Regions from separate parts of the Rattus norvegicus genome. Here region 1 is linked to region 2. Evidence: chromatin contacts called from public Hi-C data. All regions are on one chromosome and are shown on one strand. Each heading gives the region's core, a stretch centred on a gene start, on an enhancer-like site or on the middle of the called end of the contact. The rest is flanking DNA. Distances are from core to core; before and after follow the strand shown.

The links. A called contact is a pair of places that touch in the nucleus more often than the background predicts.
Region 1: a Hi-C map of Schwann cells shows a contact between it and region 2, with 1.8 times the contacts expected there. The contact joins the promoter of Galnt2 here to the enhancer-like site in region 2. A contact is called at or near these places in 2 of 12 Hi-C or Micro-C datasets (the A7r5 cell line and Schwann cells).

The regions. Positions count from the first base shown.
Region 1 is chr19:69,108,147-69,113,436 of GRCr8, forward strand. It overlaps Galnt2 (polypeptide N-acetylgalactosaminyltransferase 2), which reads left to right and starts at 2,511. Exons shown (of 16, transcript NM_001106196.2): 1 at 2,511-2,762. The coding sequence starts at 2,640.
Region 2 is chr19:69,066,094-69,070,935 of GRCr8, forward strand. No RefSeq gene overlaps it. Among named protein-coding and RNA genes, the nearest start is that of Galnt2, 42 kb to the right of the region's middle. Within about 2 kb of position 2,903, at least 64 of the 93 cell types and tissues checked have an H3K27ac peak or open chromatin away from gene starts, as enhancers often do. A contact at or near this core is called in the A7r5 cell line and Schwann cells, where this site is marked.

The sequences.
Region 1 (5,290 bases), core at 1,261-3,760, 42 kb after region 2:
GGTGATGATGCTGGGCTCAAATCCAGAGTCTTGCTCACGATAGGTAAGAACTTAGCCCTGAGTTACATCCCAGCAGAGATTAACACTTTCTGGGGGGGAAGGGGGTGGAGGATGAGAGTGTTGTTTTGAGACAAGGTTTCTCTATGTAACCTTGGCTGTCCTGGAACTCTCTCAATAGACCAGATTGACCTTGCATTTAGAAATCACTTGCCTCTGCCTCCTGCTTGCTGGCATTAAAGGTGTGTGTCACCTCCGGCTCAGATGTTAACACTTTAATATCAGTTTTGCTTTACTTTTGAAGTCTCCTTCTCAGTACCTCTAATACAATGGACTTGGCTCCTCTTTCCTGGCTCTCAACAACTTCTACTGAACCTTTTTACTTGTTTTTCTCATCTTCAATCTCCTCCCCATCCTCCCCATTTCACACGTGAATAGTGTGCATGTGTATATGCATGTGTGATTGTGTCTGTGTGCAAAGACCATGTCCTTATTGGTGGGGATAGGTCAGACATGTATACATGTGTGTGGAGACCAGAGGTTAGTTAACCTGTGGTGTGATCTTTGATAGCTCTCCACCTTATATACTGAAGCAAGGTCTCTTACACCAAAGCTTGCTGGTTCTTGGCTTGTTGAGGTAGCCAGCTTGCCCCAGAGACTACCTCCCATGCACTGTCCCACTGGTAGGCTAGCAAGACTACCCACATTTTAGGTGTGTTTCTGAGGTTCTAACTCCTGGTCCTCACTTGCATGGTAAGTACTTTAACTGCTGAGCCATCTCGCCAGACTATTATTTCTTCTTCTCCTCCTTCTTCTTCCTCTTCTTCCCCATCTTCTCTGTCTTCTTCTTCTTCTTCTTCATCATCATCATCATCATCATCATCATCACCACCACCACCACCACCATCTTCTTTTTCCTCCTCCTTGCTCTTTTCTGTCTCTTTGTCTCTGTCTCTGTCTCTCTGTCTCTTTCTGTCTCTTTCTGTCTCTCTCTGTCTCTCTCTGTCTCTCTCTGTCTCTCTCTGTCTCTCTGTCTCTCTGTCTCTGTCTCTGTCTCTGTCTCTCTCTCTCTCTCATTTATAACAATATTCCTGGCTCAGCCTCCTAAGTGTTGAGATTACAGGTGACACAACCACCATCAGTCAATGTGTGTGTTTGGGGGTTGGGGGGGGGAGAATAATCAGATGAAATGTTAGGATTCCTTTTCCACACTCAGGATATGACTAATTTTTGTTTTCATTTTGCAGAAGCAGTTTTGCTAGCCTTGACTTCTCAGATAGGAAGCATTTAGGGGCAGGGCTCTGTGTGGGGACTTTCTCTTCTGTCCTCTGCAGTTTTAGTTTTCAACAGATGATGCTGGGGGAGGGGCCGCTCTTCTCTTTCATGTTCTTTGGGTTTGTCCTGCTTCCTCTTCACTCCCTTCACTACCAGGCTTCTGAGGGGCAACGATTGTTCCCACTTATCTGACTTTCCTCCAGAGTCTGGGCGTTTTCAAACCTGTCATCTCTTCACTATTTTACAAATCTCTTCTCTGGTCAGTACAGTGTTTAGATTCTAGTACTTATAATGTGACAAGCCTGTCTTCTCTGAAGGGCATCTGCAGGAATCGGGTATCTGGTGGGACTGAGTGGCTCTTCCTCCTCACTTCTGAGAAGTCCGAAGTTCAGGTGAGGCTCAAAATCCTAGTAGCCAAAGGCTTGCTGTGCCCTTTGTTCAGAATTGGGCAGACTACCGCCCTGGGAGTCCGTTCCTCTTGCAGTCTGTGCAGATCTGAGAAATATTTGCAGGCTCTCAAGTACTGGAAATTCTTTTCCAGACACAGGAACTTAAAGAGTCACAAGGGCACGGACAAGGTTACAGTCACCAGAGCTGCTGTCAGAGAACTCACTGCCTGCTCTATGAAGTGGGTTACTCTGCTCACCTCATTCCTTCAAGAAAGCAACCAATAGAACATGAACAGATTTAAAAACATAAATTACCATCATTCTCCCCTCTTTTTCATGTTTATTTTAAACCATCACCATTTTGCTCTTAAGAGCAGGCACCGTCATCCTCACAAGTTCCTTGAAATCTACCTTCCCTGTCTTAGTCTTGTTCAGATAGCAGGGCAGTGCGTGCCCATCATCCCACGACTCAAGACTCTGATGCAAAAGGAGTGCTGAGAGTTTGAGGTCAGCTTGGGCTGGATGGTGAGTTCGAGGCCAGACTGGGTTATAGAATGAGACCTTGTATTAAAAATAAAAAGCGAAAATAAAAATAAAAACCCAAGAACCCACTATTGCCCAAATAGTAAATGACATGGACGGTGAGCCAGGGCGACCTCTGCAGACTGGACCATTCCGGGTCTTTGGGGAACCGCGCGCACGCTCCCGCGGTCTCCACCTGCCACTCCCGGGGGCGCGCAGTGGGCGGGGAGCCGCTGCCATGGAGACTCGGCCCCGCCCCCGCGCCCGCCCCTAAGCGTCGATTGGTCGCCCTTTGCTCCCTGACCCCGCCGCCGGGCCGCCGCTTCCTGCCGGGCGCCGAGCGCCGAGCGCCGCCCGCCGAGCGCCGCGTCTTCCCGCGCCGCCGCCCCGAGCTCCGCCCGCCGCGCGCTCCGCCCGCCGCGCCGCCAGGCTGCCCGGCGGCCGCCCAGAGCGAGGATGCGGCGGCGCTCGCGGATGCTGCTGTGCTTCGCGCTGCTCTGGGTGCTGGGCATCGCCTACTACATGTACTCGGGGGGCGGCTCCGCGCTGGCCGCGGGCGGGGGCGGCGCCGGCAGGAAGGTGAGTGCCGCGAGGCCTGTGCGCCGACCCGGGCCTGCAGCGGGGAGGCGCCGTGCACGGAGAGTGCTCCCCGGCTCCGGGCAGCACCCGCGGGGACCCTGGCCCGGACGCGCGCCTCAAGTTTTCTCCGGGCCCTCAGGCCAGAGGCGCGAGCCCCGGCCCTGCCCCGCTCACCCGGGGCTCTGGGTGCAGCGACTTGCCTCCCGCACGCGGGGCGCGGGCACCGGGAGCCAGGTACCGCCCTGCGCCAGGATCTTGGGGGCTGTTATCGCGCTGGCGACACTGTGCTCCACTCCCTGTGCCGGGATCGCTGGGACAACCCTTCCGCCGGACTCCCTACCCCCTGCTCTGCACTCCGCCCAGCTCGCCCCAGAGCCACACTCCCTGCTCCGGGATCTTGGGGATCATTGTCACCCGAGACCCGGTGCTCCCCGAGCCACATTCCCCCCAACTGGGACCCGCGATCCTCGCGTCTTGCGCCCAGATCTTGGGGATCTCGGTCGGGCTGGAACTGTGGTGCTCCAGCGACCAGAGGCATGATTCTGCCTGATGCTCCTCATCCTGCACCCGGGCAGTGAGGACGGACTGTCGTCCTGCCAGACCTCCCCTCCTACTTATTACACTGCCCACCTCGGCCCTTGGCCCCTCATGGCGGCGGGAACTGCCTACCCTTTTGCGCTTGCATTTCCTAGCCCTAAGTCCCTCCTCGGTGTGTTGTGTCTGATGGGTTCTGTGGTGAGGCCGTGGGAACCTCGGGTCGCTTAGAACTTACAGGTTCTGATTCGGCAGTCGTCTCGGCTGTGTGAGGTCCTTGCCTTGGTTGGTGGTGTCTGCTCTAGGATTCTCTCCGGAAGGGGTTTGTAATGTTTTACGCTTCAAAATGTAGTTATCTTTCCCAAAAATTTGTAGCCCTCCTCACTTGGTTTTGAGTAACACTACATGACCAGAAAAGAATGGAAATAGACCACGGCCGAGGGAGCCAGAGGGTAGGGTCTTGAGTAGGATGATCGTCCATGAGCCGACTTTACCCCTAGTTAGCCGGCCAATGTCAAAGGCACATGGCTGACTCCCCTTTTCTCTGGCATCTTCAAGTTATTCCTAGCCACAGTTACGGAGGGAGGGAGGTGGAAGTGTCTTTTTGGCTCTGGAAGAAGTGCATGCTTCATTTTTTATTTTCAGTAGCGAAAGTGGAAACAGTGTTTCCCTGTGCTTGGCTTGTGTGGAGTTGACAGACTCTCAGCCCTGCTTTCTGAATGGTTGGTGTGTTGGGAGCCCCTGTTAGTTTTTAAGTCTAGTGTGCCTGGTGGCAGCGGCCGGTTTTTTGAGAACCATCGTGACTCTGAGCAAGTGTGGTCTGTACCAACTTTGCATCCCCAGGAGACTTCCCTCATCTTGGGAATAGCCTGGCTGCTGACAGTGCTTTTTCTCATCCACACAAAGAAAAAGCAAACCCAGGAAGCCCGGGACCGGCATGGGTTTGTGGAGAGGTACCTGTGGCATCAGAATCCCAAAGATGTCGTCACCCTACCTCTGGGGGTGTCTGTTGGCAAGCAGTTGGCTGGTCTCCCCATTAAAGTCCTCTGGATTCCTCTGAGGTCTAAGCTTTAGGTTTGAAGAATGCCTGAGACCTCTTTGTGATCTGATAGAGACTATGAGGACCTGGAGTTCTGCTGTCAGTGAGCCATAGACTGTAGTCCTGGCTCCGAGTATCACGGTTCAGTGATCTGCTGGGCAAGGAAGTGGTGTGTAAACCGCAGTAGATTTTGACATTTCAGTAGTGGTCCCATTGATGTAGCAAGGTGGATCCTGAGAGAAGCTGAGGATGCCCCCAAACCGTGGAGTGCCGTCTTGAATCCCTTAGTGGGTTTGAACCCTGGAAGGCTCCCCACATTCAGTTCATCCTCTTGATAAGAGAGAAAATATGGGATTCCTTTAGTGGGTACAACCTGAGTGTAAGGATAAGGCATGCGTCAAGACTGAAAGCGTGTGGATTCTCTAGCGGTAAGTAGACGGGCATTCCTTCTCACGGTCGGTACTGATCGCACGGACTCTTCTTCTGTCTTTAGTTAGTTCTTCATGCTCTGCTGTTTTATTCCCCAGGGGCCCCAGGCTCCAGGATTGTGCTTTGGGGATTGTCTGAGGGCACCCTGTTAGGATTTTTGCTGCTTCAGCAGAGAGGCCAGCCTGCTAAACAACAGCTCTGAGAACTGCTGTTCAGAACTGCTGTTCTCCATTTAGCAAAACCCAGGAAGTCAGCTCACCTCAGACTACAGACTGAATGAACTAAGGAGCTGAAAACCAACTGTCAGCATTTGCTGGAAAGCCGGGACTCGATGATGCTGTGATTCCGAGGGGCTGAGACCCCACATTGGAGCAATTTATGCATAATGTTTAAAATTGCATTTCATTTGTCTAGGTATCTCCCCTTGCCATATTTACTCTTGCCTCCCTAAACTGATGATTTGCACTTCAAGAATGCCTTTCCTTTGAGCATCTTAAATGCTTTAAAATTTTAATCATGTTAAGTT
Region 2 (4,842 bases), core at 1,653-4,152:
TTCCCATTTTTATGATGCCTAAAGTGAGGCTGTGAGAACGGTGTCGTCAGGAAGCGGGACTTGGAGGACACACGCGACAGAGCCGGCCGGCACACAGGCTCTGTGCTGCCCGGATCCTCCACCAGGCACTCTCTCCCTCCGACCTTAGCTCTGTACAGACCCTCATGGCTTTACCCTAGAGCTCAGGGTAAAGTCAGAGCCAGTGCAGTCCGTGTCTCCATCTCATGCACCTGTGGGGCTCCTCAACTAAAGCGGCTGCCTGCGCAGCCTGGAGACCGGCCTGGAGCTGCTCTACTGGAACAGCGTAGCGGTAGCGGCACACTGGGCCCTTCCTTCCTGCCTTGTGCCAGCTTCTCTTTAGGTCCCTCGTGCACTTTGACCTCCTCATCTTCCATCTGCTTCCTGGTCCTGGTCTAGCTGCATGAAGGACAAACCCTTTCCTGGAACTGGGCTTCTGTTCTCAGTCAGATGGGCCCAAGGTCAGAGCCCTACTTCCTAGAACAATCCTCCCTCCCTCCCTCTCTCCCTCCTTCCCTTCCTTCCTCCATTTTTTGGAGATCTCACCCTATAACCCAGGCTGGCCTGAAACTCACCATGTAACTCAGGAGAGCCTCAAATTCAAAGCAATCCTCCTGCCTCAGCCACCGGAGTGCCAGAATTACAGAGCGCAGTCACACCAGCACCGATCTCTTTCATGGGGGCTCCGCTTTCATAATCTACACTTCAATCCAATCGCCAGGGAGAGGCTCATCAATACGAAGGTGAGGGGCATCACCACCCAGGTCGTAGCCCGGGCTCCACCGGTCACATCCGGATAGCCTGCAATAATCTTAGCTCTGGTTCCACCTCCAGGGTCTTTCCTGCCCCATAGCACAACACGGGGAAAGTTTTAGGGACCAGACTGCGAATCCCGATGAGGTGGCCTCCCTGCCTGTCACCACCCTCACTGTGAAAGAGTTACATCTGAGAGGACAGTTGCTTCAGTGTTAGGCTGCAACGTAACTCAAATGCGAAGCAGTGGGAGCAGCCCAATCTCATGTCGGAAGGACAATTCCCCAGCTGGCTTTTAGGATGGGATGCGCTAGGCAGCCATTTAATGGCAGGGCCAGTGAGACACTCGGCAGATGAGGATGCTACTGAGCCTCGTGATCTGAGTTCAGTTCCCAGGACCCATGTGGTAGAAGGCGAGAACTGACTTCCACAAGCTGTCCTCTGCTGTCCACACGTCTGTATGTCATACATACATGTTGCATGTGTGAGCATACACAAATACACACACACACACACACACAAAATTTAAAAGTAAATAAAAAAAGAAACTTAGCTGCACATGAGTGTCTGTGGAACGAATGTTTCTATGCGTGATGCAAGAAAGCACGAATGCTATTTATCTAAAGAAAGACTATAGATTGATATTGTAGGCAGCACACGATCTGTACACGTAGGAATATTTATAAGTGCTATGTTTGTCTGTTTTCTGTGTCTGTGGTTTGTCTGTTGCCAGTAATATTGTCTCAGAGCAGGAGAGCCATAAAGAAAACGTGTTCACTGTGTGCATGCTTCTAGGGGTCAGAGTTGAGGGGCTGAATGTGGAGATGGCGTTTTGATGGCAGAATCCCCGAGACATGGCAGGGTGTCACAGGGTAGGAGACAAGAAGGACTAAGGCGTATGCCTGGGTCTTGCTCCCTCCGCTGGGCCACTCAGATTCAGTTGAGCTGCCCAACCAGGAAGCCTTTTGCCCTGATCAGCTCCCAGATGGAATCTCTACCTCATGGGGGTGAGGGTGGGGGTGGGGGCGTTGGGAGGGGTTAGATGGCAACACATGAAGCCCCAGACGCCCAGAGCAGAGCAAATGCACACAGGGTCTCAGGAAGAGACACAGCTGCCGTTGCCTACAGTAGCTGTCCAGGGGGAAGGCGAGTCTGGAGGATAGGGTACCACAGTGAGGTGGCACAGAGGGCCCAGGTGTAGGGCTGGCTACTCTGGTCCGGTCCTAGCCACGCCCTTCAGAAGGGGATCCCATGTGCCTTAGTCTCTCCCTCACTCCTTCAGCAGATGGAAGGGCAACGCTGGCCTTCTGACAAGCCTCTCTCGGGCTGCTCAGAGGAAAAAATGGAGTAATATACAGTGGGGGGCTGGCACAAGGCCCAGCATGGTGTTTTTATGACAAGCTGTTCAAGAATAAGTGGATGAACCATAAGTGGGGGCGCATGCTCGTTAACCAAGCACTGGGGGGGTACAAGCGGGAAGGCCAGCAGTTCAGGGTCATCCTTAGTGTCATAGTGAGTCTGGGACCACATAAGACTAGCTCAAAAATCAGGAACAGCCAGAACCCCAAATACCACATGGATGGAATGTAGATGGTGCTGGTCCGTGTGAAAGATAGAGCCACATCTCAGTGCCCACAAGTCCTGTGGAGATCTTCTGGGCTTCTTGATGTTGCCTCTTCTCAGAGCAAAGAAGGAGGTAATGTATGGGTCAAGTCCCCCTAGGTCTGCAGGAGTGAGGCCTTGGGGAGCTGGGTCCAGCCAAGCATGGCCCCCTCGCCTTGGGTCTAGTGGCTTTTCTGCAGACTCATCCGCGGACGCAGCCATCTTGTGGAGGAAGCACTCCTAAGCCCTGTTGCTCATCCACGGGGTTCCCTCAGAGCCTGAGCAGCTGAATGGCTGGGAGCCAGGGATGGTTCCGAGCTCTGTTTTCCCTCGTGATCTCCCTCATCCAACCTCAGGTGTGAGAGCTGGAGCCGCCTGGACCAGGTCTGGACCCCTGGACCCCGCCTCTCGTCTGCAGCTGGGAAATCGCTAATCTTCACCAGTTGTCCCAGGAGCCCTGAGTCACTTTGGGCTGGAGCCATTTTCCAGAGCTCAGCCTCACAGAAACACAAGAGGCTTCTCAGAGGGAGCTGTGATGAGATGCCAAGGCAAGCTCTGGGCCAGGATTCTGGGAAAGGAAAATTCAGACCTCCCCATGACTAACCGAACCGGAAGCCGAGGGAGGAAATAGTGAATTTGTACTAAATCTCTGCGCTTGGAGCCGCGCTCTTGTGTCATTCTCCAAGCTGCCCTCGGCAGGCAGGCGCGGGGGGGGGGGGGGGGGGGGGGCACCGAGCCTGAAGAATTTCTCCTCTCTCTAGCTCCTGATTTCTTACTTTTCTCCTAAAAGGTCAAGCACAATGGTCAAGCCTCCTCCAGAAATATCTGCCTTCCACACGGTGTCTGAAATGTCACTGCCAAAAATGAGAGAAGCTGTGGACAGTGGGATCCTGGTGGCAGTCCACCCACACAGACCCTGTCACGATCCTCGCAGAAGTAAATGCCTTACTCCCTGTAGGTAGGGTGTCTGCTGCCTTGCATCCCACCTTTTGACAGCATATATTCATCAGACCCGTGGTGAATTATTTATCGAGAGTGAAGTGGGAGCAACATGATTATAAGGAGATAGTACGTGTATAAATAATCCTTTCCTCCCTCTTCCCCTCAACAAGGTTCCTCTGTGCAGCTCTGGCTGTCTGTCCTGGACCTCATTCTGTAGACTGGGGTGGCCTCGAACTCAGAGATCTGCTGGCCTCTGCCTCCCAAGTGCTGGGATTAAAGGGTGTATGCCAGCACTGCCCAGCTCCCCCCCCCCCCTTTAAGGACAGACTGATTTCAAACTCACAAACCTCCTGCATCAGCTTCTGGAGTGCTAGGATTACAGACCTGAGCCACCGTGCTCAGCATCCTGGGGCTTTATAGATGTGCCAATCCACCCATCACCTGCCAGGATCTGTAGTCAGCTGATGCACAGATCCTGGAGAAGCCTGTGTCCTAGGCAAGCGATCTGAGGCTCAGCTTCCTCATTTGGATGCTAGTCCTCCTCTGTGATGCTGCCTGGTGGGGCTGAGAACTGGGTTTTGCTGATTCCCAGCTAACAGACCGTGTAGGGGTTAATATTCGCTGTCAGTTTCACAGGTTTTGGGATCACCATGGTAACTATCACCATGGTAACTACCCATGGACTTGACTGTAAGGGTGAGCATCGGTTTTTCTGCTTCCTGATGCAGTGGAACCGAACTCCTCAAGCCCCTGCCGCCATGCCTTCCCCACTGTGATTGACTGTGGCCTCCTAAACTGGGAGCCAGACTAGAACCTTCCTTCCTCAAGTTACCTTCTTCAGATGTTCGATCATAGCGACAAGGAAAGTGACCGATAAAAATGGGCAGCCCTACTGAGGGCTAGCCCTTGCCTCCGTGCACTGACCAAAGGCTAGCCCTAGCTAGCTTCATGGTAACAATATACGATTCATAACGAAGCCTGTTTCAAACCTAAGTCTCCCCTACCCCAGCTCAGGTAACACGTGGCTCATGTCCACCTCTGCTGTCAGGCGCCCCTAGAGCCCTCAGAGAGATGGTTTGGAAGAGTTAACAGCGCTTTCAACCACTCAACGCCTGATGAGCCACTCGAGAAGCTGTTTTTCCTCTTGACAGATGAGCAATGGCCAATGCTATTTTTGGTCCCCTTCCCAATGTTTGCCTAGCATTAGTAAATCACTGCTGTTTATCCCAGGGTCCTGCCGTTGTTTTCTTTGGAAGCTCTGGGTTGTGGATTAGATAGAAGGCGACAGAGGCCTGCGTCCAGGGGGTGCTCTATGCAGCGCAGACTGTCAAGACTAATGGGCGGCCCTCTGGCCTCAGAGTTCTGCTCTGCAGAGGCTTGAGTCCCAGGGATGACTCAAGCTCTCACTGGACAGCAACACAGCTTTGGCTTCTGTGTTTCATAGTATCCACGTTGGTTTGCCTAGGGAGGTACGGTTTGTAGTGAAAATACAGTCTTGCCTACATTGGCTCATTTTAGAGCCAGGAT